Linked DNA regions of Gossypium hirsutum: all the other regions are linked to region 3. A link is a contact called in public Hi-C data. All regions are on one chromosome and are shown on one strand. The core of a region is the stretch at or near the end of the contact, and the rest is flanking DNA. Distances in the headings are between cores, read along the strand shown. Region 1 holds the start of LOC107948888 (protein SRG1). Region 2 holds the start of LOC107948911 (expansin-A6). Region 3 holds the start of LOC107899317 (probable WRKY transcription factor 49).

Region 1 (4,181 bases), core at 1,533-4,032, 150 kb before region 3:
TTTCAAAAGAAACAAATGATTTTCAGAAACGCCCGATTGTTTAAACTGTTTTAGAAGCTTCCGCAACGAATAATGTTGTGAAACTACCGACTAAATGAGTAAGACAACTTTGGAACTAGTAAGATATTAAGATAAGCAATTCAATGGAAATGGTTTTATCACGACGGCACGGTTTACAAACACCTTATCATGTGACATTGCTAGATCCGACCATAACATCTAGGCCGGGTTAGGGCTGTTACAATTTATGAGGAAATTATATTTAATTTTCTTATTTAACAAATCTATGATGACTACTAATTTACTTTCCACTTCGAACTTCAATTCTATAGTTATAATTAATTAAATAATTACTCGAAAAATTTAATTTAATTTCTAAGTCATATTTTCTACTTAGCAAGAAAATGCGTTAACTACATATAGTGATATATGCAATTCATTTATTATGCTTCATTGTTTTAATTCATTTCTTATTATTGATTCTACATGCAATTTGTTTCTGGTTATATCGAGCTCGTGGAGGGACAGATTGAACATATATAATTAGGGCTCAAATAATTTGTACTTAAGTTCCATCATTTCGCTTATTAATGACACGTTATTTAGTCATGAATCATTTCGCTTATTAATTACACATTATTTAGTCATGAAGTCATTCCACTAAAGTATCATGACTGAGCTCTCCATTATTATATACCATTACGAAATCTACTTATCAAGTGTTCGTCCAATGATCTTATCATAAATATATTAAACTCATAGGATATTCTTAATGTCTTTGGGATAAATTCTTTTTCCCAATATGATCATATTTTATCTTATGGTAACCATTACATCTTTCTGTTAAATCTAATGCCCTAAGTGTAGTATATTCATTTGTATATTTATATTTTTTTCAATCAGATTGGTTTAATAAAAATATCCATGAATTATATTAATATTTTTTTCATATTGTCCTTAATGGTTTTTGCATGCAAAGGAAAATGGAAGCAAATATTAGCTCACTGGTTATTTAATGTTTAACTAATTCTGAGCAGTACTACGTGGTCAGATAGTAATACGAAAAGACAACTTATATTAGTAGATGAACTTAAACATGTCCTTAGTCTAATCAGAAATGAGCAAATTGATTGAAAGACAAGTATGTCGTCTATAATCCAATTAGGGAGTTGACTGGATTGACAGTACATCGGACAGAACCAAGTGTAACAGATCATGAATCTGTTTATGGATTTAATCACTTGTGATGTTCAAAGTGTGCCATACCTTAACCCAAAGTGGATGGTGGACTATATATGCATGACTTGTATACTTTGATATAAGTAGAAGCCTGAGTTCAAATAGATAAGGAATCAAAAGTTGGTGTATTGGGACTTTTGCAGTATGTAGCATCATTCACAATAGTGGAACTCATAGCCCAAGGAATGGGTAAATGATATCCTCTCATTGGTATTACATGATAGATGAAAAGCAAACGTGGTCACGGGTCATTTGTCTTTATGATGGATGACTTAATTACTATTTGATAGTAATTACTTTTCATGAAGGAAGATGTAATGATTACCATGAAATAAAATAGGGTTATATTGGAAGAATGTATTTATCCTAAAGAGATTAAGAATATCATATGAGGGTAACACACTTATGATAACATTATTGGATGAGCACTGGTCGAGTAACTTTTGTAATGTTATGTAATTGGGGAGAGCCCAGCTACAATACTATAGTGAAATAACTTTGTGGCTGAGCCCGAAATTACCAATTAGATATCTAGTGATTTTCAGTTAATGATTATTTTAAGAGATTTCAAATAATCATCTTCTTTTAGAGAGAATATCATTTTATGGCAATCCTTTAATAATTGTTATATGTGATTGTGTGCATTCAAAACATGTTTTTGAATAAAAGGAAAGGATATTAATCTTTAATCCTTACATTCAAGTCGTTTTGAATAGAAACAAAAAGGACTTGTCAAAATAGAAACACAGCTAACTTTGTGTGATTTCAATTTTTGAGCAAAAATTCTTGAAATAGGTTTTTTAGGGGATTTTTCCGGTCGTAGTTGTCGGGTGGATCACGTAGAAACGTAGAGGCTAGGACTCTTTCATTGCAACTAAGGGTTGTGACATCGTGAGAGGAATCAACCCCATACCAATGCAGTTTTAGAGCGTTTAGAATATAATTTCAATCTTTCTCAACCCGTATCCGTTCTTGTACATGAATATTCATAAATTATTATCGCCGAAATTATTTTTCCTTTGCGACATAGGGTGTCTCAACGTTCCAACAGTTTCTAAGTAAGGAGCAAATAGATTAACACTTGGAGCTCGAAAGGGGCTTGCCTCTATTGACAATGACACATCGAAAAGTACATAAGTTGTAGTGTTTAACAATGTATAATTCTCCTCTGCCGTCCATAAAAGAAGAAAACGGAAAAACCCAAATTCAGTATGACAACTGACCTAAACTACTAAAATGGTATAGCTATTGTCTAATATCCATAACTCCAGATATCTTGAGGTGAAAATTTTCGTTTTATCGAACGGATCCCAAATGCATAGGGGGAGAAAGCCTTAGTAAACTAATATCCCATCCATGTAAATTACATTATAATAAAACCAAATTTCGGGTTAATACAATATCTAATTAGGAATCTTTCTTTTAGGGGAAGAGTAATATCCACTAGAGCTAACGGTTAAAAAATTAGCAAGGGCGGCTAACTTAAGCAGTAGACTATAAATAGGAAGAAAATGTGCCAGGGTCTCCACAATACGGGAAACCATGGGTTCAAATGGAACCTTTCTAGACAATGAAGAGGCACCCACTTATGCTCCATCAATTCCAGTTCCTAATGTTCAAGAGCTGGTGAGGAAGGATCCTTTTCAGGTTCCACAAAGATATGTTAGGAAAGTGGAAGATAGGCCAAAAGATACTGATACGTCATATCTTTCTTCATTTATTCCTGTCATTGATTTGTCTTTGCTGTTAATGGGAAACAATGAGGAGCTAAACAAACTGGATCTGGCTTGCCGAGAATGGGGTTTCTTTCAGGTATGTATTGTTAGTGAAAGAATATGAAGGGTAGGGTGTAAAAAATGAACAATATTTCAAGTATGACAAAGAAAAGTTGGCCGCCTTTTTAGAGTTACAATTGATGGAATTTTGGCAGGTGGTAAATCATGGAGTTGCAAAGCAAGTATCGCAGAAAATGAAGGATGCTGCAGCCGAGTTTTTTAAGCTTTCACTAGAAGAGAAAAACAAGTATGCCATGCCCTCAGACGACATACAAGGGTATGGGCATGCATATGTCGTTTCCGAAGATCAAATACTGGACTGGTCGGATGCACTCATACTTTTGGTTCACCCCTCACATTATAGGAAGCTCAAGTTTTGGCCCAATTCACCAAAAGGGATCCAGTATGTATTCAGATGATATGGCCGAATCATAGCACTTGCATTTTCCAGTTGTATTTGCGCTATGTTAATTCAAATATATTGTCATATAGGGAAATCATAAAAGAATATTCAAATGCAATCCGAAAAGTTGCAACTGAGCTCTTTCAATCATTTTCTCTGATCATGGGAATGGACAAGGAAGCTCTGCTTGGACTGCATAAACAATTGGTGCAAGCTTACCGAGTGAACTACTACCCTCCCTGCTCCAAACCTGACCAAGTACTAGGTGTTAGCCCACATTCAGACACAAGCACTATAACCATACTTATGCAGGAAGATGATGTGTGTGGATTGCAGATTAAGAATAACAACGAGTGGGTTCCGGTTAATCCAATCCCAGATGCACTGGTGGTGAATGTCGGCGATGTCTTTGAGGTAAATAAAACATGTTTTCATTGGTGTTGGTGTAAGCAAAGACAAAATTTGAGCTGACTTTTTTATTATTTTACTTGTGTGTCAGATATGGAGTAATGGCAAGTACAAGAGTGTTGAGCAAAGAGCAGTTGCAAATTATAGTAAGGCAAGAATTTCTTATGCATCATTCCTGTTTCCGCACGATGAGGTAGAGATTGAGCCCCCAAGTCACATGGTCGACTCAAAAACAAAACAGCAGCTTTATAAAAAAGTGAGATATGGGGAGTATTTGAGAAGCTCCATGAATAAAAAAATGGAGGGCAAAGCACATACCCAGATGGCTAAGATTGAAGGTTAAGAAAGTCAAATAT
Region 2 (3,842 bases), core at 972-3,471, 170 kb after region 3:
CTCATAATGTTACATTTTGAAATGAGATTGTAGTGTTTGGATTCTCAACATTCCGTCCATCCTGTACTCTCACATTTTGGTGTTTCATGTTAAACTAATAACTTGAATTTATTTCTTTTATGAAATTATTAAATTAACTAGATTTTTTTATATGGTCCTATTTTTTGAAAATAAAATCCTCTATCTTTTCTTATCTTACAAAAAAATTCTAAAAATAAGTACTAATAACTTATATTATCAAACAAAATCTAAATTGCCACAAAAATTAACAAATTAAAAAAGAGAGGCACATTGTTTAAAAAAAAAAGCACAATCTTTTTATACTTGTTGGGAAGTCATTAAATTGAACATAAAACTTGGATGCTAATGACCTCACTTTTCATATTAAAAGCAAGCCAAGTTCTTTAGAGCATTGTTAAATTGGGTTCATATAAAAAAAATCAAGGTGTAATGCAAACAAATTTCTTAAGTTATTATAATTTTATAAAAAATTTAAGGCTAAAAAATGTTAAGCTTATAAAAATAAAAATTTTATAATAGGGACAAATTAGTAAAATTTATTTTTAGGTAATTTTATATTTTATTAACCAAACACATGGATCTTATGTTTCAATTAAATAAACTAAATAAGATAATCTTATATTGCACACATAATCTTACATTCTTGTAATTTTATTATTAAACGTAATCTAGGATTTGATGAACCAAACGCACCCTTATTATTTATTCTAATATAATTTTTAATATTTATTGAGCATTATGTATATTTATTTAAAATTAAAATATAATTTTTAATATTTATTAGTTAAATATTTAAATATAATTAAAAAATTCAATTAATTAATCAGTCATAAAATTAACCTTTTATAAATAACAGAGAAAAAACAAGACAATTTTGTTTCATAATTAAGTGAAAATATATACTGATTAATGTAAATAATATTATTAAGTCATTTTTGAATTAAGAATAACTATAAAATTGAAAGGGCTAGATTAGTAAATAAAAGAAAGTAGAAAGCCTTATAAAAATAAATAATACGAAGGGGTTTATGCTGCAAATAACCCCTCTGTTTATCTTCTAGTGCCAATTTTCAATACTTTAATATATATTAGTTTGCATATATTTCAAATAATTCAGTAATTTCTTATAAATTTTGTGAATGTTGATGAATCAATTAAATGTTTTATAATATTGGAAATTGAAAGTTTAGAATTCAATTGGTAGCATCTTTAAAGTCCCACCTACTTTATTTGTGAAATTGTATTATCAATATAGTAATAGAAAATGTTTAATTATGTGGTTCATTACTTACTTTCCAATGCATATTTGTTGTGACAATATGGGAGGAATTACTTTCCTTCAATAAAATGAAGTAAATGGATAGGAATAGCCACCGGAGTAGGGCGACGACGGCTAAGTCAAGTGAAGAGGAAACAATAAACTACTTTACTTACCCACGTAGAAATCTAAAAATTATTAGATTTTCATTACCCATTTAACAGTAGACTACAAAATCAAATTTTGAAAAAAATTTAATGATTAAATTGAGAATTTTTATAGTTGTGTGAACAAAAAAGAATCACCTACATAATTAGGTATTAGTTTAACTTTTTTTTTTGTTTAATTTATGATTTCACACTTGTACTATCTCCATTCTCCTAATATGTCTCTGAACTTGTTAGGACTGATTTACTTTTTGTTCAAACACCTATTTAAACATCTCTTCAAACAACACCTTTGAGACACCTATCCGAGATATTGACTTTTTTACTTGAGCCTTCACCGCTATTTTCTCCATAAGCAAATGAGTGTTGCATTTCAATGTTTCAATCTGAATAATTAAACCTTATTTTAAAGATTCTTCTAAAAAGAACTGATTTATGTGTGAAATCAAAAAGCTTAAACTTTCTAGTACCATCTTACGTGAAGGATGCATGTGCAAGCATTCCAATTATGGTAATTAGGTCTTCAATTTTTGCACCACTCTTTGACTAAAACAAAATTAAGAACTGCCCATGTGTGAGCCACATGGCCTTCAAATTTCGGAGTCTTAGGAACAAAACCAAACATGTCTTAAATAGTAATAATAAAAGTTGTGAGGTTTGAATTTTAATTGCAGAAAAATGGGGTTAATGAGAAATGGACTGCATTCATTTATTGTGGGCCCCCACTCTTCACTCTTCCGGTTCCTCAATAAGTACCCCCCCAACTTTCTTCCCGCTTTCCATTCGCCCCAAAGTTAACGAATCACCCTTTCTTTCTTTTACCTCATAATTTCCTCTTTAAATAAAACAATGGCTGTTGACGCTTCTTCTTCTTCCTTGACACTGCTATGCTTTGCTTCATTGATGTGCCTTTTTGGCATGGTGAATGCAAGAATCCCTGGAGTTTACACTGGTGGCTCTTGGGAATCTGCCCATGCTACTTTTTATGGTGGCAGTGATGCTTCTGGAACTATGGGTATTTCTTTCTTTCTATTAATCTTATAACATTTAATATTTTGTTTTACTTCTAGTGCAAAGCGGTAAAAAAATAACCCATTTTGTTAACATGCATTTTCCAACAAAATCTCTGTTTCGTCTTCTTTTTTTTTATTTTATTGCATTGCATTATTTTCTTCATGTCCATTAAAATGCCTTCAATTGTTTCCCTTTTTTGTTTGTTAAGGCGGTGCATGTGGGTATGGGAATCTGTACAGCCAAGGGTATGGCGTGAACACTGCAGCATTAAGCACAGCCATTTTCAACAATGGGCTAAGCTGCGGAGCTTGCTTTGAGATCAAGTGCACGGATGACCCAAGATGGTGCCACCCAGGCAACCCTTCCATTTTTATTACTGCTACTAACTTTTGCCCTCCTAACTATGCTCTCCCAAGTGATAATGGCGGCTGGTGTAACCCTCCTCGCCCTCACTTTGACCTTGCCATGCCTATGTTCCTTAAGATCGCCGAGTACCGTGCTGGTATTGTCCCCGTTTCCTTCCGCAGGTCAGTCTCCCTCATTACTCTTCCATTTATTAGTATTTTTACGAAGAGAAGGGTGGTGAAATGTGTATACATTTAGGAACCAAACACAGTATTGTTTTTAATTAAAATAACTTTTTACGTACTTCCTTGGGAAAGGCAAAAGGAGGGCCTCAAAAGAATCGCCCTTTATGACCTCATTATCTCGGGGTCTGTTGAGATTTTGAGAATCAATCCAGAATTTAATATCCTTTACCCACACTTAGATCCAACGGTTTTCCTGTGACGCCTGGAATGACCCAAACACCCCTCCTCTCTCGATTCCCAATGATTACCAGGGCAGTACTGTAAATTTGGGGATCACCAAGATTTTCCGCCCATTCAGACATCCTCCTTAAACGACAAAATTGACGACATACCATCATTAATGCAGGAAAAAAGGGCTTTCAATTTATGTAATTTCCACAAACACCCTTCTTATTAAATTATTGATTGATTGACAGAGTGCCATGCCGAAAGCAAGGTGGAATTAGATTCACTATCAACGGATTCCGTTATTTCAACTTGGTTTTGGTCACCAACGTGGCGGGTGCGGGGGATATTGTGAAGGTGAGCGTGAAAGGAACCAACACCGGTTGGTTGAGCATGAGCCGTAACTGGGGTCAGAACTGGCAGTCCAACGCCGTTTTGGTAGGCCAACAACTCTCGTTTAGAGTGACGGGCAGTGATAGAAGAACCTCCACCTCCTGGAACGTGGCACCAGCTAATTGGCAGTTCGGACAAACCTTCACCGCAAAGAATTTCCGTGTTTGATTTTAAACACACTTCTTTCCCCTTTTAATTTTTATTACCACTTCTTCAATTTAACTTTCTCTTTCC
Region 3 (4,042 bases), core at 708-3,207:
AAATAAAAGAATTATTAATTAAAAAGATGAATTAAATTTTTTTTTGGAAAACAATATATTTATTAATTAAAAATAAAAAAGCTTGGACATGAAATAAAAAAATACAAATATGATTAAAAAAGAAATTGAACTTAGAATTCAAGTAAGAAATCACTATTATTTATCCGTCTAACAAGAGGATGTAATATGTAAAAAAAAACGTGTTTTTAAGTTTTTTCTTAAAAACAATTTATGTCCCTAAAATTTCGAGAAAAAGGGACTAAAACCTTCGTACCATTTTAAGATGAGCATATTTGCTTAATTAAACATGTTGATGAGCATAATAGCAATTATATATATATATATTATATTCAAAAGTAAATTGTGGGATATTATTGTATTGGTGTTTAAAAAAGCACACATTTTAAGACTAACATTTGGGTTTATTGCTTTCAAATCCTCTTTTGAAATAAAGTAATTAAAAAATTAATTTAGTTGGACATGAACATCTATCCAAATTTGTAGAAGTCCATTTAAGAACTTCAGCAGTAGATAAGAAGCTAAAACTTCCAAATCCAGTACCGAACATAGACTTTTATTCTCTTCAACTAATTAATTCACCACCCAAGTTACCAAGGCTGCGATTACTAAGAAGTGTTGTACCAAATTCCATTACCTCCTGGGCTTTTTCTCTAAATTCCACTTGCTATTAACTCTTATCTACTACCATTATGTAGCAGTTAAACTGCCTTCTTGTATCATCAACAACCTTGCTCTACCACCTTCACCATTGCTTGGGCCTAACTTCAAATTTAATTTAATTAAAAAAATAAATTCCATAAACTCGTGTTTAGTACGTAATATGAATAACATACATGATGTTGTTTTCTGCCTGGTTGGAGACGACGGGGACAGGTCAAACTGCTCCATTTTCTTCACTCGTGATTCTATTTTTGAGCATATGGGTTCAAGGGCCCCAATCCCGTTACAGGCGTCGCTAAATTACAACCCCAAAATGATCCCAGCGTTGACTTTTTAGAAAACGTCCACATGGATTTGGTCTCATACCAACACTAGAGACAACCAGCAGCCACCTTTGGCACGCCTTTGGCCTTTGTTGCAGCTAACGGCTAAACCTAAGCCCACTCTGACAATCAAAACAAATTTGTCTCAACTCACCTTTCGTTTTCTAGGATTCACAAAGTCAATGCCCAATACCGATAAAACTTCCCTCACTCTCAAGCAACCTGCCCCTAAATCGTCTCATCTTCTAATATTATTTTTACCCCTTCCTTACTTTTACATCAGTTTTGCATATTTCACCACGTTGTCGTTAATCATCACTATCGAGCTAATTTTAGTAATATTATGCCAACAATATCTGCTCAAGGCTTCAATCATTTGTACAAATGATATAAACTTATGGTTTAAATAATTTTGGAGAGGTATACTATATATTATTATTCTTTAGCGGTTGACCCTTGCTTTGGTTGTAACAGGGGTCCAAGTGTCCGATGGGTTTGTCCACGTTAGATGCATTCATCCCATGAAAACAACGTATAAAGACAAAATCCACAATTAAAAAACACAGAATCCGGTAAGTTTAAAGACAATCAGGGCCATACCTTCTATGGCAGGAATTAATGGCAGGAATTAACATTGAAAAGGGACTTGAATATTGCCAAATTTTATTGTTCCATTTTACATGCTAATAATGACTGGTTTGCAACTAAATTTGTAGTTTTACATACTACAGATGAAGAGCAAAACAGAGTTGATTCAAATAAAACATAATCCATCAAGTTCGTCAAGATACTTTTAGTTATTGTATCAAACCCCCCATCAAGATAAGCACCAATATGGTATACACTTGAGAAAGATTATATTTTTATTTTTAAAATTCCATTTCCATATAGTTAAAAAAGTATATTTTATTATTATATAGAAATAAATATTGAATAGGAGGAGAGTAAAGACAATATATTCTTTAACAAAGTCAAGTTATAAATGTTTAAAAGCCATCAACTTATCTTCATAAATAAAACCCTAACCCTAGCAACTCTTACTTTAAAGTCAAGAGGGCTCACACTCAAAAACCTAAACGTCATAAACTTCCTTGTTCATCTGCTCCACTAGTCTCCTCTTTTCACCCTAAATATTGTACTTGCTAATTATTGCATTATCCTTTTGGGAGTCTTCTCCTAAGTATTTAATTAGATAAACTTAAAGTTTTTGATGCAAGGCTTCTGTAATGGAGGAAGGTGGTGAGAAGGATGATTGGGTTGATGATGGCTCCCAAGAGGAACTTGTAAGAGAGCTTCTTGATGAGGAGTCACTTTTCTTTGTCCTATCTCAAGGTACAATTCAGCCCAAAGCGATAACTTCAGAAGAAGAGGTCAGTAAACAACGTCTGTCCAATGTGTATTCAGGGCCGAGGATCGAAGATATTGAGAATGCTTTATCATCAGTGTCAAACTGGAAGGATCAACCCCAGCAGACCACTAGGTTAGTTTGGTCTTCCCTTGGATCTTTCTTTGAGCTAATGATTAATGTTTCATTTGATCTTAATTAAATTAACAAAATATTTGTTTTTCGACAGGATTAAATCAATGCTGGAAAGAAATTTGAGTAAAATAGAGAGTAAGTATACTCTAAAGGTCAGAAGCTGTGGCAATGGCATGGCTGATGATGGATATAAATGGAGGAAATATGGCCAAAAATCCATCAAAAACAGCCCTAATCCAAGGTCACTGTCTTTTTCCTCTCTCTCTCTCTCTCTCTCTCTCTCAACCTAATAGAAATCTGCTTGCTTAGTTATTGTTCTGAAAGTTTCCATATTAAGTAAGTGGGTTTTCCTTTAAATTGGGATGAAACAGGAGCTATTACAAGTGCACGAACCCAAGATGCAACGCGAAGAAGCAGGTAGAGAAGTCCAGAGATGAGGCAGATACACTCATCATCACCTATGAAGGGCTCCACCTACACTTTGTCGACCCATATTTCCCACCACTCAATGACCAGCCTTTTCAACATGATAATAATGCACCAACCAAGAAGCCCAAGAAGGCCATTTCGGAATCTGATGAGTCACGGGCTTTTGGACTTCCACAAACAATGCAAATCCAAGAAGCTACAACAAATAATATCAACTCAGCTGTCTCGTTGGAAGGCTGCCCTTGCCCTCAAGAGGTAGCTTCGGAAGGGTTGCTTGAAGATGTAGTGCCTTGGATTATAAGGAATCCATTCCACAACAATATTATCTCCTCCAATTCCACCTCTTGTTCATCTTCACAGACTCGCTCCCCTCCTGTTTCACCCTCTTCACTCTCTTGGTCTCCTAATTATAATCCCTGGCCTGTTTTCATATAATCATCATATATTGTAGCATTAATTAGGTGAACATTTTTCTTTGTGGACCGGAAGTTGAAATCCCAATAAATTATAGTAAGTTTTTATTAATTCTAATTACTCTGCTCTTATTATTATGATCAAATTAATGGTGTGGTTCCACACAACAAAATAATTGAATGACTTGTAATTATAGAATTTTAATTCTAGATTGGTAGAGTTTAATTATATCGTAATTTTTAATGTTCTATTTGATGGTATAAATTGTAATTATACAATTATATAATTTTAAATTCTAAAAATATATTAATTATTATAAAATTATCAATAATAAATTTCTAAAAAATTAACAAAACCTAAAATCCAACTATTATATATATAAATCACGTTAGTCTAAAAAAGTAGTCAACAATACAATTAAGAAAAATAAACATTCTAATCAATTTTATCTAATTCTTCTAACGTTCCATATTTGTTGAGTTATTTTCTCTCTAATATTAAACATATACTCATTATTATCATTGATTAATCTTTGACTGAGTAGATGTTTATAATAAATACTATGTAATTTAGTTAATTATTTAGTATACATTTTAATAAAAATAATTTATAATAAATACTATATAATTTAGTTAATTATTTAGTAGATTAAAATGTATTGAAAATTATATTTCAACAATAAAAAATTCAAATTATTTAAACAAAATTAGTAAAA

The links. A called contact is a pair of places that touch in the nucleus more often than the background predicts.
Region 1: a Hi-C map of hypocotyl shows a contact between it and region 3, with 1.9 times the contacts expected there. The contact joins the promoter of LOC107948888 here to the promoter of LOC107899317 in region 3. A contact is called at or near these places in 4 of 34 Hi-C or Micro-C datasets (hypocotyl and leaf).
Region 2: a contact with region 3 is called in a Hi-C map of leaf, with 2.1 times the contacts expected there. The contact joins the promoter of LOC107948911 here to the promoter of LOC107899317 in region 3. A contact is called at or near these places in 4 of 34 Hi-C or Micro-C datasets (callus and leaf).

What each region holds. Positions count from the first base shown.
Region 1 is chrA04:73,492,442-73,496,622 of Gossypium_hirsutum_v2.1, reverse strand. LOC107948888 (protein SRG1) reads left to right here and starts at 2,782. Exons shown (of 4, transcript XM_016883546.2): 1 at 2,782-3,051; 2 at 3,170-3,417; 3 at 3,507-3,831; 4 at 3,917-4,181. The coding sequence starts at 2,782. The coding sequence ends at 4,168.
Region 2 is chrA04:73,175,429-73,179,270 of Gossypium_hirsutum_v2.1, reverse strand. LOC107948911 (expansin-A6) reads left to right here and starts at 2,221. Exons shown (of 3, transcript XM_016883572.2): 1 at 2,221-2,461; 2 at 2,669-2,987; 3 at 3,467-3,842. The coding sequence starts at 2,296. The coding sequence ends at 3,776.
Region 3 is chrA04:73,340,907-73,344,948 of Gossypium_hirsutum_v2.1, reverse strand. It overlaps LOC107899317 (probable WRKY transcription factor 49), which reads left to right and starts at 1,957. Exons shown (of 3, transcript XM_016824999.2): 1 at 1,957-2,484; 2 at 2,579-2,725; 3 at 2,856-3,444. The coding sequence starts at 2,231. The coding sequence ends at 3,348.